2 separate regions of the Hordeum vulgare genome follow, and region 2 is linked to region 1. A link is a contact called in public Hi-C data. All regions are on one chromosome and are shown on one strand. The core of a region is the stretch at or near the end of the contact, and the rest is flanking DNA. Distances in the headings are between cores, read along the strand shown.

Region 1 (5,016 bases), core at 484-2,983:
ACTTGGTAAACCCTATGACGTGCAATTATGCATCAGTTGTGAGCCTTATAACATTAAAATTTTGGACGGTTGGTCAATGCAACAAGTGACTTATACACACCTCAAACCACATATAATTTGTCCATAATCTTAGGTAGAACTTGTCAAATAATTATTCACTTTGACCATTAAATTGTCAAGCTACAGATGTATGCAACCAAATGAATGATCAAGCTCTTGCAGATAGATGTGTACATTGTATTAATAGGAGAAATATAGATCAGCCCCTAGTTAAAAAACTAACTTGTGATAGCATGTGCCACAGGGAGGAATATAATTGTTGTTGCAGCTTGGTGTGGTAGCCATATCTGTGTAGAGAAGCTGGTGGAGAGGGATCCAAGCAGGGAAGCTGCTGGAGGAGGGGCTTTTTGCTTTTTGCAACGATTTGGATGACACATCACCATGGGAACCAAAAAAACATGTTGCCATGTTTACTTGAGAAATTATTTTTGCCATGGAAACTTAAAAAGCATGCTACCATGCTTAGGATTAAAATTTGTCGTGATGATGAATTTCCTGTAAGTTTGCCACGATCGGCATGATGCATACAAAAACGAATTACCATGGAGCATCAAATGCCAAAATTCACATTAATTTGCCATGATGCCAAGAAGAGGAGCATGCTTCCCAAATTGATGACGCATATAGAGCATGGCCAAGCTAGTTACCCAAAGACAAGAGGAAGTCCAATGTCTAAGTCCACTGAAATAGTATGGGGAATCTGCTAAATGTTCAACAATTTGCCATGCTGACATTTAATTTTTTTTTGCCATGTTCCACAGGGAGCTAGCAGAAAAGAGCAACTAGAGGATTATTCAGCGCAGCAACAACTTGGGAAAAAAAGACATGCTCACCAATTCCTACATTAGAACTTCAGCCGAAGATTTAAAACCGTTGTGAGGCGAGGAATGGAACGGAAATCTCACCAAGTTCCCCAAATCATGGTCAAGTTCCAAGTACCCGAAGGGCTCGTCTGGATTCTTGGAACCTGGACGACGCCACAGGCTCGGCCTTAGCGACGACGACCGGAGCAGATGCAGGAGCGCCTACCACCGGAGAGTTGTATTGCGTCTCAACGGGGGACTTTCCCCGGCGGCGGAGGGCGCGGAAGCACGGAGCCAGCCCGCAGGACATGGAGCGTGGAAGCTTTCCCCGCGGCCCAGCCTGCTCATCGGACCGCACGCCGCCGCTCGACCCCGGACACCGCCACCAGAAGAGCAGAGGAACCCCCGTCGTCGCATCGATCCTACCTCTCCTTCTTCTCTCCCGCGATTTTTTCAACCTCCTGACCGCCATGGCCGACGAATTCGTCCTCCGCATGGACCGAGTGCATGTAACCCGTCGCAACGCCTAGCCGTGTTAGTCGCCGGAGCTCTTTCCACAGAGCGCCGCGGACGAATCCGAGGGTTGGCTCGCCAGATCCTTGGATTCCTCTGCGGCAGCCGCCTCCTCGCACACGGCGGACTGCACCAAGCGCCCCGACGAGGCAGCGCCGTACCGTTCACTACCCAGTCCGCGGGGACTCGCCGGCAACCGCGAGCCCACACCGCAGCGCCATCGCCGCCCCGCCGGGATCACGATGGATGGAGGATTCGACGGGTGAAAGGAGATAACAGGAAATGGGGTGAGGTGGGGTGTCTTACTTACATGTATGCATGCCTTTCACCTAAACGCCTTTGACCATGGCCGACGACTAATGTGTCACTGTCTACGAAGCCGAGGGTGTATAAGGGAAGGTCCAATCTTCACGTCGTAAAACGATAAATGGATGGAGATAACTAGCTGCAAGCAGACGAAAAACGAAAAACAAAAGATTATGACCCGACGAAAAGGATGCTCACAGAAGCCTGCAACCCACAATACTACCCCACACAACCACACTCAAGTCGTGGAGCACGGGATAGGTGCAATCCACAAAAAAACCACGAACTCTAATCCACACAACACGATCTAGTCGTGGAGCACGAATTAAAAGCAATTTCTCAAGGAATCATCAGAATAAGAATAACAAGAGCTCCCCAATCTCAGGAGGAGTCAATGTCTTTGGTCTTTGATAGAAATGGCAAAAATACCCCGAAGAAAGGTAGCCTATTTATATTAGGGACAACCCCCTAATAGGTGTGAAAGCAAACTAGCTTTGCGAACCAGCTTAGATGTGAAACGAAACCAGCTTTGATTTGACTAAATGTCTTGAGACATAATGAGGTACGTGAGGGAGACCAGGACTAAGGAGTCCTCGGGCGGATGACCTATCCCTTATGGGCCGAACTAGTGGGCCACTCGGTGGCTACTGTTGGAAGACCGAACCACAGGAGTACTCCGCGATCAGGAAGGAAATCTCGGGTGTCGTGTTGTGTACGTCGACCTGTCATCAACAACAAGTTTATTTATGGTTCTCCCGTTTTCCCTCTCGTTAGGGTTTATTTTCCTCTCGGAGGCGATCTTGCCGCCGTTGCGTTTCTTCACTTCTCCGCCGCCGATTAACCACATGATTGGGCGTCTCTGGCTGTCGGACGATCCCTGATCGTTTGCCCAGCCGGGGAGGCCACCCTGGGTGTCGGAGGATTGGGGCACCACAACACCCGATCGTTGTTTTGATGTCGGGTTAGGTTTCGATGGCTTCAGATGAGGCTTCGGCCTCCTCGAAAATCAGTGATGTAGAGCAGATGATGAAAGAACCGGGATTGAGGGAAGAAGATCTTGATGATGTAGTCTACGATGAGCAAACAAAGCCTCCTGATGAACCTAGATGGACCGCCTTAGTCAGGGTTAACACTTACAAGACCTACAGTCAGACATGGTTCTACCGCAACATGAGATCGGTGTGGGATATTGCATAGGAGGTTCAAACCTTTGGAGGAAAATTTATACATTGTCCAATTCTCATGTTTGGGAGATTGGGAGAGGGTAATGAATGAAGGCCCATGGAACTTCAGACGGATGCAGTGATCCTTGCGCCTTATGATGGGATCTCAAAACCGTCAAGTGTCAAGCTGGAAACGATTGATATATGGATTCAAATCCATGATGTTCCTGACCTGTATGCATATCTGGTTACTCCGCTTACTGCTAAGGTTGGGGGCGTTCTGTTTACGGAACCATCCAGTAATGATTTTATGGGGAACTTTTATCGAGCTTGGGTTCGCATCAATGTGCAAAAACCTCTGAAGAATGTTGTTTCTATGATTAGAGATGAGAAGAGCCATATTTATAGGGTCAAGTACGAAAAACTCCCTGATTGGTGCGGTGTTTGTGGAATGCTGGGACATCACTTCAAGGAACATGGTAATGGGATTCATCCACCATCGGCTCTGGTTTTCAAGGAGCTTCGGGCCACGTGGTTCTTGAGGACTGGGCGAGGCCCTTGAGATGGCCGAAGGCGCGGAAGAGGGCACAATGGAGGGGGGTCGACAGGCCGGTCAGGTAATAGCTATGAGCCGGATAGAAATATGTTTTCAGGGGGGGCATCTAAGTATGTTTCTACGGATGCTGAAGAGTTGGCTGCAGGTGCACAAGATGTCGAGATGGAGGATCACAATAGAAAGTGCATAGTGAGGGGAGCCATGCTAGTATCTCAGAAGAACCCAATGGCCAGGGAGGCTGGGAATGCTAATGAGAACCAGTTAGCATTAGCTCAAATTGGTGGCTCTACCGTGAGTCCTCCACCACAGAGAGATCCCAAGAGAAGCAGGACTAACGAGGATGGAAAGGAGGGAGTTATTTCAGCAATTAAAAGTTTGGCGGGCTCCTTCGAGGAGCGTCGCCAGGCCCAATGAGTGCTTTATGCTGGAATTACCGCAGAGCGGGCAAACCTTCGGCAGTTCGAGAGCTTTGCGAGTTCGCGAGGAAGTTTTCCCCTACTCTTTTTTGCATTGTTGAAACACAGATTGAGGGTGCTAGGGTAGAAGCTTTAGCTAATCCCATTGGTTATGATAATTCGTTTGCAATAGATAGTCAAGGCAGAAGTGGTGGTATTGGTATTTTCTGGAACAATGATATAAATATAGAAACTCTTGCTTATTCTGTGTATCATCTGGATGTTTCGGTTGAGGAGAAAGGAGAGGACAAGTGGAGGTTTACGTGAGTTTATCGAGAGGCTCAAACTCACCTGCGTCACCAAACTTGGACAATTTTAAAAAACATCAGTACTTTGAGTAGCCTTACATGGCTTTGCATGGGGGATTTTAATGAAGTTTTACGTCCAAATGAGCATGTTGGGGTCGGATAACGCAGTAATGCTCAGATTTAAGCGTTCAGAGATACTACACATGTTTGTATGCTGCTAGATCTGGGATATAAAGGTCGTTTCTGGATGTTTAAGAAGAAAGTTATTGGAGGCTCTTATACCAGGTGCAGGCTAGACAAAGCTCTAGTAAACACAGATTGGATGGCTAGATTTCCGCTAGCTTCGGTCGCGCACGAGACATCAGCGACTTCGGACCACTCGACGCTGTTACTGGACTTTGGCCGAAGGAAAGAGATTCATAAGAACAGAGATTTCAAGTACGAAGTGATGTGGGAATCACATGAGGGCCTACATGACTTAGTTGCTGATAGTTGGTCTGGGTTAAACCCGTGCACTACAGCCATGAGATGCGCCAGAAACCGTCTAACCAGGCAAACAAGCTGCAGAGATGGAGCACCAACACCTTTGGAAGTGTGAGGAAGGAGATCAAACTACTGAAAGGTAAATTGGAAAAGCTTAGAGGGGATCCATCATGCACGGGACCTTGCCACGCAGAACTAAAGATCACCGAAAGATTGATTGAAATGTATCATCGGGAAGAAATTACGTGGCGTCAGCGTGCCAGAATCGAGTGGCTATCAGCAGGGGATAATAATACCAATTTTTTACATCTCCTTTCTAGTTTGAAGAGGATAAAGAATATGATAAAAGCACTTCAAAATTCCCTGGGAGCGATTGTTGATGACCCTGATGAGCTTAAAGAAATGGCTAACGGTTTTTATCAAACACCT
Region 2 (4,652 bases), core at 773-3,272, 63 kb after region 1:
AACAGATTCATTTTGGAGGCTGGCTGTGTTGCCGGCCGTTGGCTTTGTTGCCGGCGAGGACGTGTAGGCCACTGGCTGTGTTTTCGGCGTGAACTAGGGCCGTCGGCGTGAACTAGGCCGCTGGCATTTGAATCGTTGTTCTTTTTGGAGGCGGACAAGATAGGACAAACGGATGCGGCCGCGCGCTGCGCGCGCGGCAAGCGCATGCCAGGACAGGGCCGGACATGTCCCCACCCAAACAGACATAATCCTGGCAAAACGAACGTCCGTTTGAGGTTGCGCGGTGGAGTTGGCCTAAGTTTAAGCATGTTTGGAGAAAATTGTGTCACAAACTATGGCAAAATGAGCTTCCAAGCAAACATGCCCCAAATTGATTGTGTGAACAGTTTATTTTATTTTCTTCTGAAGAAACAAAATAGGCCAAGATGGAGCAAATGTGAGTTACTAAGTGGGACACATGGCATCCAATGAGGATGAAGCATAGGGCCTGGGAGGATTTAATTCCATTCCGGGGAGAAACACGCCCCATTCCCTCACTTGATGTGAGAGCCCCACCTGCGCTAGCATCAAGCAAGAATGACAAGAAGACCAACACAACGCAATGGCTTGCACACCAGACACCACGCACTGACCCACCTCGGACCGTACGTGCATGCCCATAACCCACAGGCCACGGTCACACACAGCCATAGAATAAACGCTCTCTGTTATCCGTTTATCCTTGGCAGATTATCCATGGACATGCATGCATGATGCAGGCTGGCTTGCTGCAACGAACTGCCATGGCCATTTCCCTGCCCTGCCCCTCACTAGTGCACCACCACCACCGCTGCCACTGCATGCACAATCTATCTACCAGTCACCCAACCAACCAGTGTCCTTTTTTTTCAGGTAAAGACTAAAGTGTTGGCCACTCTCATTCAGATACAACACATGCTAGTACATTCAGACGGTACACAGTAGCATGGAGTATGTCAGTACGTCGACCTAGGTGTTAAGTCGCTGTCCTCGCCTAACAACAAAATACATATACGGACGGTAGTACCAGAACTGAGACTAGGGAATTTGGACCGGTGGAAACATACCATCCTCTTCCTCTTCCTCTTGCAGGCAGGGGAAGTTGGAATCCCATCCCATATGGAGGAGTTACTAGCACTTAGCGCCACGTACATAATCATGAAGAAGAATATGTTCTCTGCTTGGATGATGGTATCTTGGGCAGATTGGCACATGTGCATCCGGTTCAGAGCCATGCTCAATAGTCTAAACGGAAACACCAGGTACCAGCTCGCTCGCTCGTGGGCTCTTGTGTTGTTTAACTGCAAGGCTCGAGGCAGGAGATGAATTCCCAAGTCCCAAACGTACGGATTCAACAAACCAAACTCGCTTTAATTCAGATTCCTAAACATGATTATGACGCAATGCCATGCTACGCACCAGATCGCCCTTCTTCTTCTTCTTCTTCTTCTTCTTCTTCTTCTTCTTCTTCTTCTTCTTCTTCTTAAGATTAAGCATGATTACGTACATGACACAGTGGCATGCTAGGCCTTTTTTTCTTTTTTTTTTTGCAGAAAAGTGACATGCTAGATTATACAGAGTAAGTAATAAGATGGTTTATTAGAGCATCTACAGCCGGAACTTACAAATCCGATCCCTCAAACAACCGCGGATACAACCGGTCAGTGATCGGGTGTGTTCGTTTTGATCCCCTACTTTTTCATCCGCGTAGCCACCCCTCTCATATTTTTTTTTCACTTGCACGCGTTTGGCGAAGAAGAAAAGAGAGAAAAAAAATAATAAATAAAGAAAAAAAAATGATGGTTCAGGGTGGGGTCCCGTCATATGCGGCGGACTGACCGGACTGACCGGACATGCCCGGGCAAATCCGCGAGCCCTGATATCGTCTTCATGTTTAAGATGGATTGTGCCGGTCAGCCCAGTCATTTGAGATGGATACGAGGACGGTATCAATTTTTTTATGATCGAACAATGACCGAGAGGAGTGACCGGAAGTTTGAGACTCGTTTAATGGATGCTATTACATTAGGATAATTGTCTCACCATCCCCTAGCTGGCTGGCCGGCCGGCCCCTTTCTTCCTCCTCCCTCCCCCACAAAGCATAAAGCAGCAGAGCAGCCGGCCACTTTGGCCACATCCATCAAGCTACTCAGCTAGCTACCACTAGCAGCCATCATCCATCCCATCCCAGCACCCATCATACCACTCATCTCGCTCACGCTCACGCTCACGCTCACTCTCACTCACTCACACCTGAATCTTGATCTGCCTACGCAACAAATCCAAGCTAGCGAACAAGTTTATTACCAGCATCTGTCTCCAAGAGCTCACTTGATTCTTCAGAGGGCGGCAAGGCAATGGTGGAACCGAGCAGATCGGCCGGCGCCAAGAGCGCCACCACCACCACTACCACCGTGAGGAAGAAGAAGCTGGCGGCAGCATCACCGGCCACCCCCAAGCCGGACAAGGAGAAGCCGGCGGATCAGGGCTGCAAGAAGCAGCAGAGCGGCCATGGAGGTGCAGGGGCCGCTGCTGCTGCGGCGGTGGAGAGCCCGTCCTACAGGCTGGCTCTCAGGAGCCTCTTCTCCTGCCGGAACAGCCATGCGGCGCAGCACCAGCAGGGTCAGCGCGCGCAGCCGCAGCCGGTGCCGGCAGAGGATGCGGCCAGGAGGTGCAAGAAGAAGTCCAAGAAGCAGACGCAGCTCGGCTGCTCCGCCTCCATCTGCAAGCTCCGTGACGCCAGCCCCCGCAGGGTCACGCTCCACCGGCCGCCCGCCGAGGAGGAGCCGCTCTCCGGCTCCGCAACTGGAGCTGGCGAGCCGTGCAAGCGCCGGGCGTCCGTGAGCGGTAGCGGCGAGCGGCGGGTGAAGAAGCCCCTGCAGCAGCCGCAACAGCAGGGGCAGGGACAGAGCGAGACGGCAGGCGTGGTGGTGGGCTCGTCGTCGAGGCACTGGGGGTCGTCCACGGCATCGTCGTCCTCGTCGACGGCGGGCGGCGGCGGATCGTCGTTCCGGCTGCGCAGGCTGTCCGGGTGCTACGAGTGCCACATGGTGGTGGACCCCGCCGGCGGCGGGTCCTCCATGCGCGCCGCCATCTTCCCCTGCCCCGACTGCGGCGACGTCTTCGTCCGGGCCGAGAGCCTCCACCTCCACCAGTCAACCCGCCACGCAGGTACACATCACTCGCTCTCGCCGTCACTCATGGCAAGTCGCCGCCATTTCAGTACTCTTGACTCTTCCTTCTGCTCTCTGGTCCTGATTCTTCAGCTACCCTGGTCTTACCTACCTAGCTACTATCAGAACAAGAACAGAACACTGTATCACTAGTGTCATTTTCAGAAACAAAATTAGTGCATTTCTAATGGCATAAAAATTAATTCTTCTCATCTGCTGTTCCGATTCTTCAGCTATCCAAGCTACTGCTACTCTGGGTAGAACAGAACACTGCAGTATCTCCTAGGATTAAAGCAAAAGTGATGCTTTAGATTTTTATTTTTGGTGCATTTCTAATGGCAGAAAGATTAGCTGGTGCATCCAATCCGGTGCTAGTGCTTAGCCGAAACTTTAGGAGTGATGAGACTGGTGAAAGTGAGCCTGGTTATGGCATGCATGATGCATGATGAATGATATGTGTGCTTTAATTATTCCTGCTGCTTTTGATGATGGTGGTCTGGTCTCTAACCACTGTGCAAAGTGGCTGTGCAACAGTCGCCTAGGATTATCTTATGCATTAACCCACTGTAGAGTGTAGACACACTTGCATAAGAAGATTGTTCGTGTTCCAGTCACCATGACATGACTAGGGCATATCATTTCTTCTCTTGCAAGTACAATTTGACCAGCCACAGAACCAGATCAATTAACCTATATGCATGACAAGATTGCAAGGCTTATCTTATGAATTAATCCACTGTGGACACACATGCATTAGAGGATTGATTAATTGTTTACTGTCATCATCACATGAATGACATGACTAGTGCTCAACAGTTTGTTTCTAAAGTACAATTTGACCAGATTATTTGCTCTAATTATGTTCCAAGTACTATTTGACCATATTATATACACTGTAATTATGCTTTTTGACACTTGACTGTAATAAGGTTTTACCTATATGATTGGTTTATTAGTGGAGCTGATAATAATAAGCAACAAAAAGATGATATTTTTAACTGTGCGCAGTGTCGGAGCTGGGGCCGGAGGACACGAGCCGGAACATCATCGAGATCATCTTCCAGTCGAGCTGGCTCAAGAAGCAGAGCCCGGTGTGCGCCGTGGACCGCATCCTCAAGGTGCACAACGCGCCGGCCACCCTCGCCCGCTTCGAGGCCTACCGCGACGCCGTCAAGGCCAGGGCGCGCGGGGGGCGAACCGGCGCCGGACGATGCACCGCCGACGGCAACGAGCTGCTCCGCTTCCACTGCGCCGCGCTCGCGTGCTCCCTCGGCGCGGGGGGCGCCACCCACCTCTGCGACGGCGCCGGCAACTCCTCCTGCGCCGCGTGCGGCATCGTCCGGGACGGGTTCAAGTTCAGGGCGCCCGGGGTCCGCACCATGGCCACCAGCGGCCGCGCGCACGACGATGCCGTGGGTGCGGAGGAGGGGGAGGGCGGCGGTGACGGTGAGCGGCGCAGGG

Evidence for each region. A called contact is a pair of places that touch in the nucleus more often than the background predicts.
Region 2: a Hi-C map of leaf shows a contact between it and region 1, with 2.1 times the contacts expected there. The contact joins the promoter of LOC123428527 here to the enhancer-like site in region 1. A contact is called at or near these places in 2 of 6 Hi-C or Micro-C datasets (leaf and seedling).

The regions. Positions count from the first base shown.
Region 1 is chr2H:659,299,553-659,304,568 of MorexV3_pseudomolecules_assembly, forward strand. No RefSeq gene overlaps it. Among protein-coding and RNA genes, the nearest start is that of LOC123428956, 59 kb to the left of the region's middle. Within about 2 kb of position 1,734, at least 2 of the 3 cell types and tissues checked have open chromatin away from gene starts, as enhancers often do. A contact at or near this core is called in leaf, where this site is marked.
Region 2 is chr2H:659,362,245-659,366,896 of MorexV3_pseudomolecules_assembly, forward strand. It overlaps LOC123428527, which reads left to right and starts at 2,023. Exons shown (of 2, transcript XM_045112752.1): 1 at 2,023-3,189; 2 at 4,200-4,652. The coding sequence starts at 2,376.